3 separate regions of the Mus musculus genome follow, and all the other regions are linked to region 3. Evidence: chromatin contacts called from public promoter capture Hi-C data. All regions are on one chromosome and are shown on one strand. Each heading gives the region's core, a stretch centred on a gene start, on an enhancer-like site or on the middle of the called end of the contact. The rest is flanking DNA. Distances are from core to core; before and after follow the strand shown. Region 1 overlaps Ywhab (tyrosine 3-monooxygenase/tryptophan 5-monooxygenase activation protein, beta polypeptide). Region 2 holds the start of Fitm2 (fat storage-inducing transmembrane protein 2). Region 3 holds the start of Ada (adenosine deaminase).

Region 1 (3,465 bases), core at 118-2,617, 260 kb before region 3:
AAAACACTTTCTGTGTATTTTAAACATTCATTTGTGTGTACACGCCCATGGGAGAGTGCATGCATGGACACGTGTGGGGAAAGGAGGATAACTGTGGGAGCTGGCTCTCTCCCTGCACCACGTGGGTTCCAGGGATTGAACTTGGGTCATCAAGTTTGGCTCCAATCTCCTTTTCTTGCTAAGCCATGTTGACAGCCACCTAATAACTTTTTTTGAAGTTTATGCTGCCCGCTAATCCAAAGGACCTGCATTTAATTCCAAAAACCTACAGGGCAGTTCATAGCGCTGGTTCCAGGGGGTCTGACCACTTTCACCCCACTTCTGGCTGCAGAGTGTATGTGGTACACAGATAAATGTGTGGACATATAATACAGTACACATAACAATACATACATGATGCTTTTTCTTTTTTAAAGTAACCTTAGCTCTACACCCTGCCAATACAGAAGACCCTTCTCACTGTCTACTTCACAGCATCCCACAGCAGCTAAGAGTCAAACAGCAAGCATTCTGGCTAGAAGAAATGTCAGCAGAAATGACAGTTCTCCCAGGCAAAAACCAGTGAAAACCCTAGGCCTTTCTCTTAGAGCTGTCACCTACAAGTCCATGCATTCTTATGCGCAGCCCACCAATGGTGACTTTCTACAGAACAAGTTCCTGAGGGACTATGCCACACTAGACATGCAGCATCAAAGAGAAGTGCCAGGGGCTGGAGAGTTGACTCAGCAGGGAAGAGCTGCTCTTTCAAGAGGACTTGGGTTCAAATCCCTTCATGCTTGTAGCAGCTTACAACCACCCAGAATTCTAGCTTCAATGATGCAATGCCCTCTTTTGGCTTCTGTGAGCAACAAGCATACACGTTCGCGCGTACACACACGTACACACACACTCACTCACACGCATGCATACACATAATCATACACATGCATGCATACATACACACACACACACACACACACACACACACCCCTATATACATAAAAAGAAATAAATCCATCCCAGCACTTGGGAGGCAGAGGCAGGTGGATCTCTGTGAGTTCCAAGGCCAGCCTGGTCTAGAGTAAGCTCCAGGTCAGCCAGAGCTACACAGAGAAACCCTGTCTCAAAAAAATCAAAATAAATAAACAAATCCAAAATAACTATTTTAAGATTCTTTGACACTGTCAGAGTTCTTGAAGATTAAAAACCATCATGTTACTGCAGACATAAATGTATGTCTTTAAAAAGAAAACGGGTATTTTCTAAAACTTTCAATTGTGCGCAGACACACACACACACACACACACACACACACACACACACACAAGAAAACACTAACTAAAGGCCCTGATGCTTACTTACATAACTCAAGACTTACATAGCATGGATTTGGAGCAGCCGGGCCAATTTCAACAGGAAATGGGTTACACAACATCTACTAGTTTGGAGGAAGGCACAGACAAGGAAAAATGAAACAGTCCCTCTTTCTTCGCCTACCTAACACCCAACCTGCACTTCAGGTCACCATCTTGAGCTACCTCACGTCTCAACTATCAAAACCATCCTCTGATTGTTTCCATGGCGTCTTCCTAGATCATGAGAACAGCAACAAACACCAAACCCTCTCACACGTGCTGCTGTAAAAATGGCTGTCTGCATACAAATCCACTTTCTGTCTTGACTCACTCACTAGGCAATAGCTCTTCCTCACATGATCCCTACACCACAGCCACCAGCTACATGTGGCTATTCACTAGAAAATGTGACTAGTGCCACCTTTTGAAACCACAATATTTCGGATATTTAAAACTGTTCATTTAGCTTGCCTTTGGTTGTGGTATCTTTCTTTTTCTTCTTCTTCTTCTTTTTCTCTATACAGGGTTCTCTGTATAGCCACGGCTGTCCTGGAACTCAGTCTGTAATCCAGGCTGGCTTCGAACTCAGAGCCTCATGTATATTACACTCTAGCATTGTGTAACAGCCCTGGACTTTGTTTTGTTCTGTTTCTAAGGTTATAATGAATCAACCAAATTTTGTATTCTATTTCCAGTCTCTCCCAGTCTCCTGCACATTGCCTGGTATGCACAAAGAGCTCCTAAATGAGATGGTAAAACAGATCCGGGCCCTACCCTCCAAACTTGGCAGTATTTTCTCCTTCCTCAAGAATCCTAAGCTCCTACTCCTCAGACCCCACAGACTCCCGTACCCCACAGACTCACTGCCACGTTAGCCATACCCAATAACCTCAAGGGTCCCCTTGGACTAGCGTATCACTTAAGAAACCCTACTGGGTTGCTTTCAAAGTCCTTCAGCCTGTGAGGTTCTTAGGTACACATTCCCACATGCCCTGTTCATACCTCACTCAAACATGCAGGTCTCTTCATCTACAATATTCTCCTGGATATTTCACTTCATGCCTATGTAAACTGTATCCACCTGCCTAGAGCTATCTGCAATCCAGGACTCTGAATCCACACAAACCTGCACCCTAAGTCTAGGGCTTCTTTACGCTGGTCTATGGTAGTGGAGAAAGCTCTACCACTTAGTTTCCCACACATTACTCTCAAAGGAAGGATTCAGACATAATGCCACAAACTGCTCAAATATGCATCTGTTAAGTTTCTGAACAGGCACGACTGGGAGAACAAAGAACACAGAAAGGCAACAGCACCATGTGTCAAAGCACAATCTGCCACCACACAGAAAAGATCCCATTAAACTAAAGATTTTCAGTTCACAAATGCAGACAACAGCATCTCCCTCAGCAGAGTAGCTGTGACCACCAGGAACAGGGCATTAAAAAACACAGTCATAAAATCAATCAATCAGTTAATCTATCTGGTATCCACCCATCCATCCATCTGTGGGACAGTGGACCAGACAGAAAAAATGGTAAGGTAGAGCAGATTCAGGAACCTCCAGCAATTCTCATAATTGAGGACGGTAGGCATTTAAACCTACTCCCAGCCAGGTGCCTGTCCTGGAACACATGACCTCAACACCCCAGTGAAAGGACTGTGAAAATCAGTCACTTAGGGACAATACCTGAAGTCCTTCCACATGCAGATGAGGCATCCCTAACATTTCATACCAAGCCAATAGAAAACATCTGCCCCTAGATCCCACCCAACCCCAGATGTCCTCTCCATAGGGAATAGAGGGCACGAACCGCCTGAGAGTGCCTGTCTTAGCGAGCTGTAACACTCTTGCATGAACCACCTGAGAGCGCCTGTCTTAGCGAGCTGTAACACTCTTGCATGAACCGCCTGAGAGTGCCTGTCTTAGCGAGCTGTAACACTCTTGCATGAACCGCCTGAGAGCGCCTGTCTTAGCGAGCTGTAACACTCTTGCATGAACCGCCTGAGAGTGCCTGTCTTAGCGAGCTGTAACACTCTTGCATGAACCGCCTGAGAGTGCCTGTCTTAGCGAGCTGTAACACTCTTGCATGAACCGCCTGAGAGTGCCTGTCTTAGCGAGCTGTAACAC
Region 2 (3,653 bases), core at 581-3,080, 280 kb after region 3:
TGCTGATAAATGTGTAATATAATGAGCTCTCCTGGAGAAAATATATCAGTATATACATATATACATTTATTAAGAACTTTCTAAAATAAAAACCTCTCAGCATAAAGAGTGGTGTACATGAAAATGAAACACACAACACTTTTTTTCTTTTTTTAGAAGATTGGTCTCATGTATCTCAGGCTTGCCCTGAACTCACTGTGTGGCTGAGCCTTTACCTCTGGTGTGTTGAGATTACAGTCAGGTACTACCACACAGAGTTTATGCAGTGCGAGGCATTGAACCCAGGACTTCGTGCACACTAGTCAAGCATCCTACCAACTGAACTACAGTCCCAGCTCCCATGGCACTCCTCACTGTAAATATAACTCGCCGATGCTTACAATGTTATTGATTTTACTGGACATTTGTCTCCACGGTTCACCTGTGATTTCAGTTCAACCACACATTGACAAATGGAGTCACAGCTCAACGAAGACAGGTGATGACAGAACACAGGCCTGATTTGTAGCACTTGCCAATTTCCTTAGTGCAAATACTTCTATTGTGGCTGATTTCAAGCTTCCTGTGTGATATCACAGAAGGGAGAAGAGAGCACAGAGGTGTTCCCGGGAGGCACAATGGATACAGGTAGGCTCAGGCATAGATAAACCAGATGTGATGGGACATGCTTGTAATCCCAGCACCCAAGAGGGAGGCTGAGACAGGAAGACAACACAGGTTCAAAACCAGCCCTCTCTATAAAGTGAGTTCCAGGCCAGCCAGGGTCACGTAAGAGATCCTGTTTCAAAATAGACAAACAAGAACATAAATAATAATAGAACATAGTAAAATAATTAGAAAGTGATGGGTTTGAGTTTTCACCTTGATTTTAAAGTGCTAATCTATAAACTACAGTCACTAAGGAATAACTCATGGTTGGGAAGCCCTGACTTTGACACCTAACATTACGGGCTAGGAGCTTAGCTAAGGGACAAAACTGAGTGACTGAGTCACCAGTACCTCATGTGAGCTCTGCAAACCTTGGGAGCCCAAGATGTTCAGTCAACAACACAGTTGATTCATCCTTTTTTTTTTCAGCTGATTCATTCTTACATTTATTTACTTATCTATTTATCTGTATTTATTTATTTATTTAGTGTGTGTGTGTGTGTGAGAGAGAGAGAAAGAGAGAGAGAGAGAGCAACTTATGGGAGTTGCCTTCCACAATGTGGAGAGAGCAACTTATGGGAGTTGCCTTCCACAATGTGGATCCCAAGGACTGAATCCAGGTTATTTGGTTTGGCAACAAGTGCCCTTACTTGTCTCAAAACCCGAAGTGGCACATGACTTTAATCTCAGTACTCTGGAGGTCAAGTTTAGGGGATCTCTGAGTTCGAGGCCACCCTGGTTATACAGAATGAGTTCCAAGTCAGCCAGGTCTACTTGGAGAAACCCAGTCTGAAAACAAAACAAGTAAATAAGATTTAAATTTATTAATGACTTTGCAAAGAAATTTCATCTGAAAAACCCTATAACTGACCCAATATACGGAACTCCCAAACTAGCTCTTAAGAAAGGTGGGTCTCTTGTTTGTTTTGCAGATAAAGAAAGCGAGAATCCCATCCCACAAACATGAGGGGAGCAGGTTGCCCAGGCAAAGAGCAGCCTGCAGTGATCTCAGCCAGTAGCTTGGGGGCGATGAGTGGAAGCGGCGCAGGTAAATGCAGACCTGCACTCTGCAGAGACCCATCAAGGCCACTAGAGGGAGACACGCCCTCTAGGGGGCGGAGCTTGCAGGAAGCGCGCATGCGCCCAGAGGGGATGTGGTGGTGCCAGCTCGGGCGAAGGGTAAGACGGTGGCCGAGAAGGCTCTGGAAGGCGGACGGTAGCCGAGAAGGACCGGCATGGAGCACCTGGAGCGCTGCGCGTGGTTTCTCCGCGGGACGCTGGTGAGGGCGACGGTGCGGCGCCACCTGCCCTGGGCGCTGGTGGCCGCCATGCTGGCGGGCTCGGTCGTCAAGGAGCTGTCCCCGCTGCCCGAGAGCTACCTCAGCAACAAGCGCAACGTCCTCAACGTGTGAGTGCATCGGGCTCCGGGCCCCCGCGCCCCAAGAAGCCAGTTGGATGCTGGGGCAGGCGAGTCATCGGGAGGGAGCCCTGTCTTGACAGGCGCGTCCGCGCGCGTGTCGCGACACTGGGACCCTGGGAAAGCAAGTGACATTCGCGCCTAGTATGTGAGCATTCCGATAGGAGGATCGAGTCGGTGACGGGTGGGTTATAAGTGACAGTGGGTACATTGGAGCGGCTATTCCCCCGCCCCCAGAGTTAGGCGCTTGCCCCTGTCCTGTTCAGGGAGATGTCACCTTCCTCTTGCCGGCTAGTCAGACACCCCTCTCTTAACCACTGTGGCAAAAATCCCACCGTTGACTTAAAGAACCACCTCTAGACCCACCCACCACCCCAAGAGCTTTTGCCATCCCTGCCCCATGTTAGTAGAAGCAAGCGTGAAACCTTTCACTCTGGTGACCTTTCTCCTGGATCTCCTTGGACTTTCTCAGTACTCTAAAGTGCATGGCAGTCACCCAGGAAAACAACCCCAGCCGATCTCGTTGGGACATCTCTCAAACTCCACTTATTTCTTTCCTAGTCCTTTAGAAACACTTACATCGTAAGTTTATTGCACAACACTCCGTTGGAGCTAGACAGGGAGTTTGGAAGATGAAATTGCTCCATCCATGTGAGCTTAATGCTTCAGACTAGTGAGTGTCTCCAGCTTGTGGACAATCTGCCTCTCTTGTTAATCTACTTCAAACCCGGTTTTCTCTTTTGGGCAACTGAGTCAGGTTTCTGACAGACCTTGGTTTTAACGAGGCTTTCCTTGTCAAGCCTGTGAAGGTTTTAGTAATGGGCCCTTTGGTGGCGTCTGAGAAACTACTGGAACCTAGGGAAGAAGAGCCCTGTCCTTGGCCCACCTTCATCCTTCCCCACTCGTAGTGGCTGGTCTAAGAATAGAGTGTAAGGGTGGTAGTTGTTCCAGATCTCTTTGGTGGGTGTTTTCTGCCCAGATCTCCAGGTCAGCCACCTTTCATGAGCTCAGAGGAGGCAGACATGGCAGATGTTGCTGTATCTGGCCTAATGAACCAGGAGCCCAGCAGCCTGGCACGCCAATTGTTTAGGGGTAGCCATGGATTCTAATGTTTTGTTCCAAGACATGATGCTGATTAATGGGAGGGAACTGGCAGTGACTCACTGGATCTGGAAGAGATTTTAAAAACGGTTTGGTGCCTTTGGCTTTTCTAGCTGAGGGAACTGAGGCCTGAAGATAAATAAGAGTCAGAATCAGGATTCAAACCATGGTCTTGTAGCTTGAACTAAAGCTTGCTCGCTTTCTTTCTTTCTTTTTTTCTTTCTTTCTTCTTTTCTTTCTTTTAAAGATTTATTTAATGTATATGAGTACGTTATAGCTGTCTTCAGACACACCAGAAGAGGGCATCAGATTCCATGACAGATGGTTATGAGCCACCATGTGGTTGTGGGAATTGAACTCAGGACCTCTGGAAGAGCAGTCAGTGCTCTTAACTGCTGAGCTATCTCTCCAGCCGGTAAAGCTCTTCCTTATAAGACTTACCAGCTTTGTAGAATAGAACACTAGTGTGGTCGAACAGACATGAACT
Region 3 (3,754 bases), core at 35-2,534:
TTGCCCAGAGTCGCCACGGTCTCACACCTGGATCTTTCCTGGTGTACCACGCTTTCTCCAGCTCCTTTCATGTTGTCCCCTCATGTAAGGACACCCGGGCATCCCCACCTCAAGGTGCGCACAAGTTACTTAAGGAACTTGCTACAATATAGCCCTGCATCCCGCCCCCAAAATCCCACCAAACCTAGAGTATGGTTCTAAACAGCTCACCTGTGAAGTCTCCCTGGCTAAATTTCTAGACTTGGAACAGCTGGAGTTTTCCAAACAGAAGTGTGATGCTGTCCTGAAACCACTGACAAACTTTCAGTGACATCTCTCTGAGCTTCCACCTCGCCTGCTGGCCTCAGCTCCCCTCTCCCCTTCCCATCCCCTCCTCTTTATTTGTAAGTTTGTTTAGTTTCAGATGAGAATTGCATCTCACCTAGTTCTGGGATACCACCATTAAATGGATGTTTCCATGTGCCCTAGGCTTCCCACAGAGTCAGCATGGCCCACCCCAGGGATGGCAGGACTGAGATTTAAGAGTGTTTCCCTTGCTTCCCATTTCTCCTCCCTGATGCATATGTTGTTATTTATATGTTCTAGAAGTTGACCATAGTATGAAGTTTTCTGCAGCGTATTTTTTTTTCTGCCCCCCTTTCACTACTGTGTCTGAGCACATGTGCTGTGCTTTGTAGCTGAAACTGGCTTTATTGCTGCAGAAACCAGTCCACTGTATTTACCCACAGCACTGATGTGAGCATTCTAAATACATCTCGATACGTGGGCATATTTCTCCAGCGTAACTGCCCCAGGAGAGATGAACTGTGTGTTCCTGTCCACCCCCTGTCTCCAGCCACCCTGGAGACTTAGTTCTCAGGAGTCTCTCTCACACACAACAGTGTTCTCTGCATCCCACCCGCCCTCACCTGGTGAACTCCGGCAGTCGCCGCTAAATCTCCCTAATTACACACTTCTTCTGCCTTGTGATTCTGCAACAAGTGGGTCTATCCCTCAAAATCCAGCCCCATAAGGCTTCAGGACTGTGTGGCTCCAGCTTCAGCCTGCACAAAGTAGGCGCCCAAGCAACACTGGAAGCCTCGGTACTGAAGGGGCCCGGAAGGGGCAGGTGAGGACATTGGAGTCGCGTCTGCAGGGGGCTCACCTGGGAGCTTCCTAGGGTGTAGCCAGCAGGGAAGGTCTGGGGTTCAGAATTCCGGGAAATGCGCGCCAGAGTTGCAGGCGGGGGGGGGGGGGGGGGGGCGGGGCCGTGGCTCCGGAAGGCGGGGTCTCTCTGTGGGCGTAGCGTGGGCGGGGCTGTGCCGGGGCAGCCCGGTAAAAAAGAGCGTGGCGGGCCGCGGTCTCTGAGAGCCATCGGGAAGCGACCCTGCCAGCGAGCCAACGCAGACCCAGAGAGCTTCGGCGGAGAGAACCGGGAACACGCTCGGAACCATGGCCCAGACACCCGCATTCAACAAACCCAAAGTAAGCACCGAGGGGCTCCGTTGCCAGGGTTCTGTCCCGGGCTGTCCCGGGGCTTAGCGGGGCCCAGCCTTTGGCGCCTTTAACCTAGAAGCATGGAGTGGCAGGGGGACTCCCGCAGGCATCTCCCCTCGACCCAGGCCTTAGCTTGCTTCCGGGATGTCGAGCGAGAGACGATGTGGCAGGGAGTGTCCAGAACCTGGGGGTGTCTCTGGTCGGCCTTCGGGTTCGGCTGCTGTCTATGCGAACCTGGGAGTGCCTCCAGTCGGCCTTCGGGTTCGGCTGCTGCCTATGCCCTGTGCCCTGGAGGTCTCAGCCTCGCTGTCTGCCAATGGGCATCCAGTGCGGCGGGGCTGCACAGCTGTGTGGGACTGGGCTAGGACCTGGGTGTCTGAGCCCCAGTAGAATGGGGCCCAGGGTCTCTAGCTGTTAAATGTTCAGTGTATGGCTTTATACTTAAGTGTTATGATTACTTTGTGGGCAACAGGTAACCTAGGTTTGTGGGTGCGCCCGTGGGAAAATCTATGATCCAAACCAGAAAAGGAAGGGATAGAGGCTTCAGGGTGCCAGGAGGAACCCCTACACATACTGACCGTTTGGCCATATGGGTTTATTTGGGATGAAGTTTTAGCCCTTGACCCCAGAGGAGAACCCTTTATCTGTCTTTCTGCAAGCTGTGGCTTCTTGGAAACAGGGAGACTCCAGGTCCCCAAGGCCAGATTTGCAGCCCTTACAGATTCTGTCTAGTCAGCCAGGCAAATTGAACTGGTCAGCAGAGTGTGGGACTGAGAACTCAGGGGGAGGGATCAGAGACAGTCACCCTTAGACTTACCCCTCCAAGAAACAGATGCTGAGTGGGGGGCGGGGTGGCAGACGTATGAATCCCGTGTGCATGTTGTGTCATATATGCGTGCATGGAGGGAGCGGGAGGGAAGATGGGCAGTGGGCCTGTATTCCATGCACTTACCATAGGGAACACACTCTGCCCCTCTAGCTAGAGGCTAGAAGGGCAGGGCAAGTCTTCCTACCCAACCAATGCCTGCTGCACATCTTGTCTGGTGGCTCCTGACCACAGTTGGTGCTCTTAGACATCAAAGGGTGAGTTTTCTTTTGATGGTCTGAATTCTCCCTACCCTTGGTCAGGGGAACCATCTCTCCTGATGGAAACCTAAGAGAGTGACTAAAGGTGAGCGACAGGTTACACTTCTGTGGCACCTACCCTTTTGTAACAGCTCTTGGGGGATGGGGGGAGTGCCAATATATCATGAGCCCTGGTATTGTCATCTGACCCATGCTGGGATGTCATTCCTTCCCTCGGGGCTCTTAGACTCCACACCTGGAGAAAAGGACTGTTAGCATTGGTGTCTGGATGTTGGAAGGTGACGTCAGCAGGAAGGTAGCATGCTGGGCTGCTACCTCTGAGGTGGGACAGGTCTCGTGTCATGGTGAGGAAGAAATGCTGCTATGGCTGGCAGAGTGGGAAGGAGCCACTGTGGTCAGCGCCTGGCCAGCCTGCGTAACTGATGCTACCAGGGGCCCAGCATACTGTAACTGCACACAACTAGTGCCCTGACTTGGTGAGGTAGCTGATGCTGTCTCCATGGATAGATGGGGAAGCAGGCACAGAGCTTAATTAGGATGTAGCCAAGCTGGGAGAGAAGCCCACATTGAGGGTCAGCTTCAGAATCCCATTCCCTAAGCCAGGCAGCATAGTACAGAGCCGGAATTCCTATTATTTGGAAGACTGAGACAGGAGGATTTTTGAGTTCCAGGCCTGAACTATATAGCAAGACCTTTGTTTTGGATGAAAGAACAAAACCTAAGAAGCAGAAATTCTATGTCCCCATCTTTCATGGGTGATCTCTGCAAACGCTTTAGGGATAAGAGGATATCTACCTGAGCCTTTGCTGGGTTCTTTGGTTTCTCATGCCTACACCAGTTGGGACTGGGGCTTGGACAACTTCAAGGTGAGCAGATGAAATGGGCCAGCGTTTGTTTTTGTTTCTTCTATGTGGTATGTGTGAGCTAAGGCACTGTGTAGGGACAGGCTTGAGTGTCAGGTTTCACCCTCCAGCATGTTTGAGATACAGTGTCTTGGTTGTTCACCCCTGGAACTCCAGGCTAGCTGCCTCGTGGGTTTCTAGGAATTCTCCTGTCTCTGCCTCACATCTCACAGTGGGGGTGCTGGGGATGGCAAATGGCAGTTACCATGCCTGGCTTCTGTGCGGGCTGTGTGGATTTAAGTCAGATCCACACACTTGTGTTGCACGCTCTTTACCTGCTGAGCCTTCTC

The links. Promoter capture Hi-C pulls out the DNA fragments that hold promoters and counts their contacts. Capture Hi-C pulls out chosen DNA fragments and counts their contacts.
Region 1: a promoter capture Hi-C map of 3T3-L1-derived adipocytes shows a contact between it and region 3, with 4 times the contacts expected there. The contact joins the enhancer-like site here to the promoter of Ada in region 3. A contact is called at or near these places in 9 of 39 promoter capture datasets (the 3T3-L1 cell line, 3T3-L1-derived adipocytes, cranial neural crest and 5 more).
Region 2: a contact with region 3 is called in a promoter capture Hi-C map of liver. The contact joins the promoter of Fitm2 here to the promoter of Ada in region 3. A contact is called at or near these places in 1 of 39 promoter capture datasets (cranial neural crest), 3 of 115 datasets of contacts at active chromatin or transcription factors (bone marrow-derived macrophages, embryonic stem cells and pancreatic cancer cells) and 2 of 9 other capture datasets (adipose tissue and liver).

What each region holds. Positions count from the first base shown.
Region 1 is chr2:164,007,358-164,010,822 of GRCm38.p6, reverse strand. The region is part of intron 1 of Ywhab (tyrosine 3-monooxygenase/tryptophan 5-monooxygenase activation protein, beta polypeptide); the gene reads right to left. Among named protein-coding and RNA genes, the nearest start is that of Ywhab, 14 kb to the right of the region's middle. Within about 2 kb of position 1,367, at least 68 of the 459 cell types and tissues checked have an H3K27ac peak or open chromatin away from gene starts, as enhancers often do. A contact at or near this core is called in 3T3-L1-derived adipocytes and hippocampal neurons, where this site is marked.
Region 2 is chr2:163,470,806-163,474,458 of GRCm38.p6, reverse strand. It overlaps Fitm2 (fat storage-inducing transmembrane protein 2), which reads left to right and starts at 1,830. Exons shown (of 2, transcript NM_173397.4): 1 at 1,830-2,056. The coding sequence starts at 1,884. It overlaps 2310001K24Rik (RIKEN cDNA 2310001K24 gene), which reads right to left and starts at 1,914. Exons shown (of 1, transcript NR_028122.1): 1 at 1,456-1,914.
Region 3 is chr2:163,747,769-163,751,522 of GRCm38.p6, reverse strand. It overlaps Ada (adenosine deaminase), which reads left to right and starts at 1,284. Exons shown (of 12, transcript NM_007398.4): 1 at 1,284-1,464. The coding sequence starts at 1,432.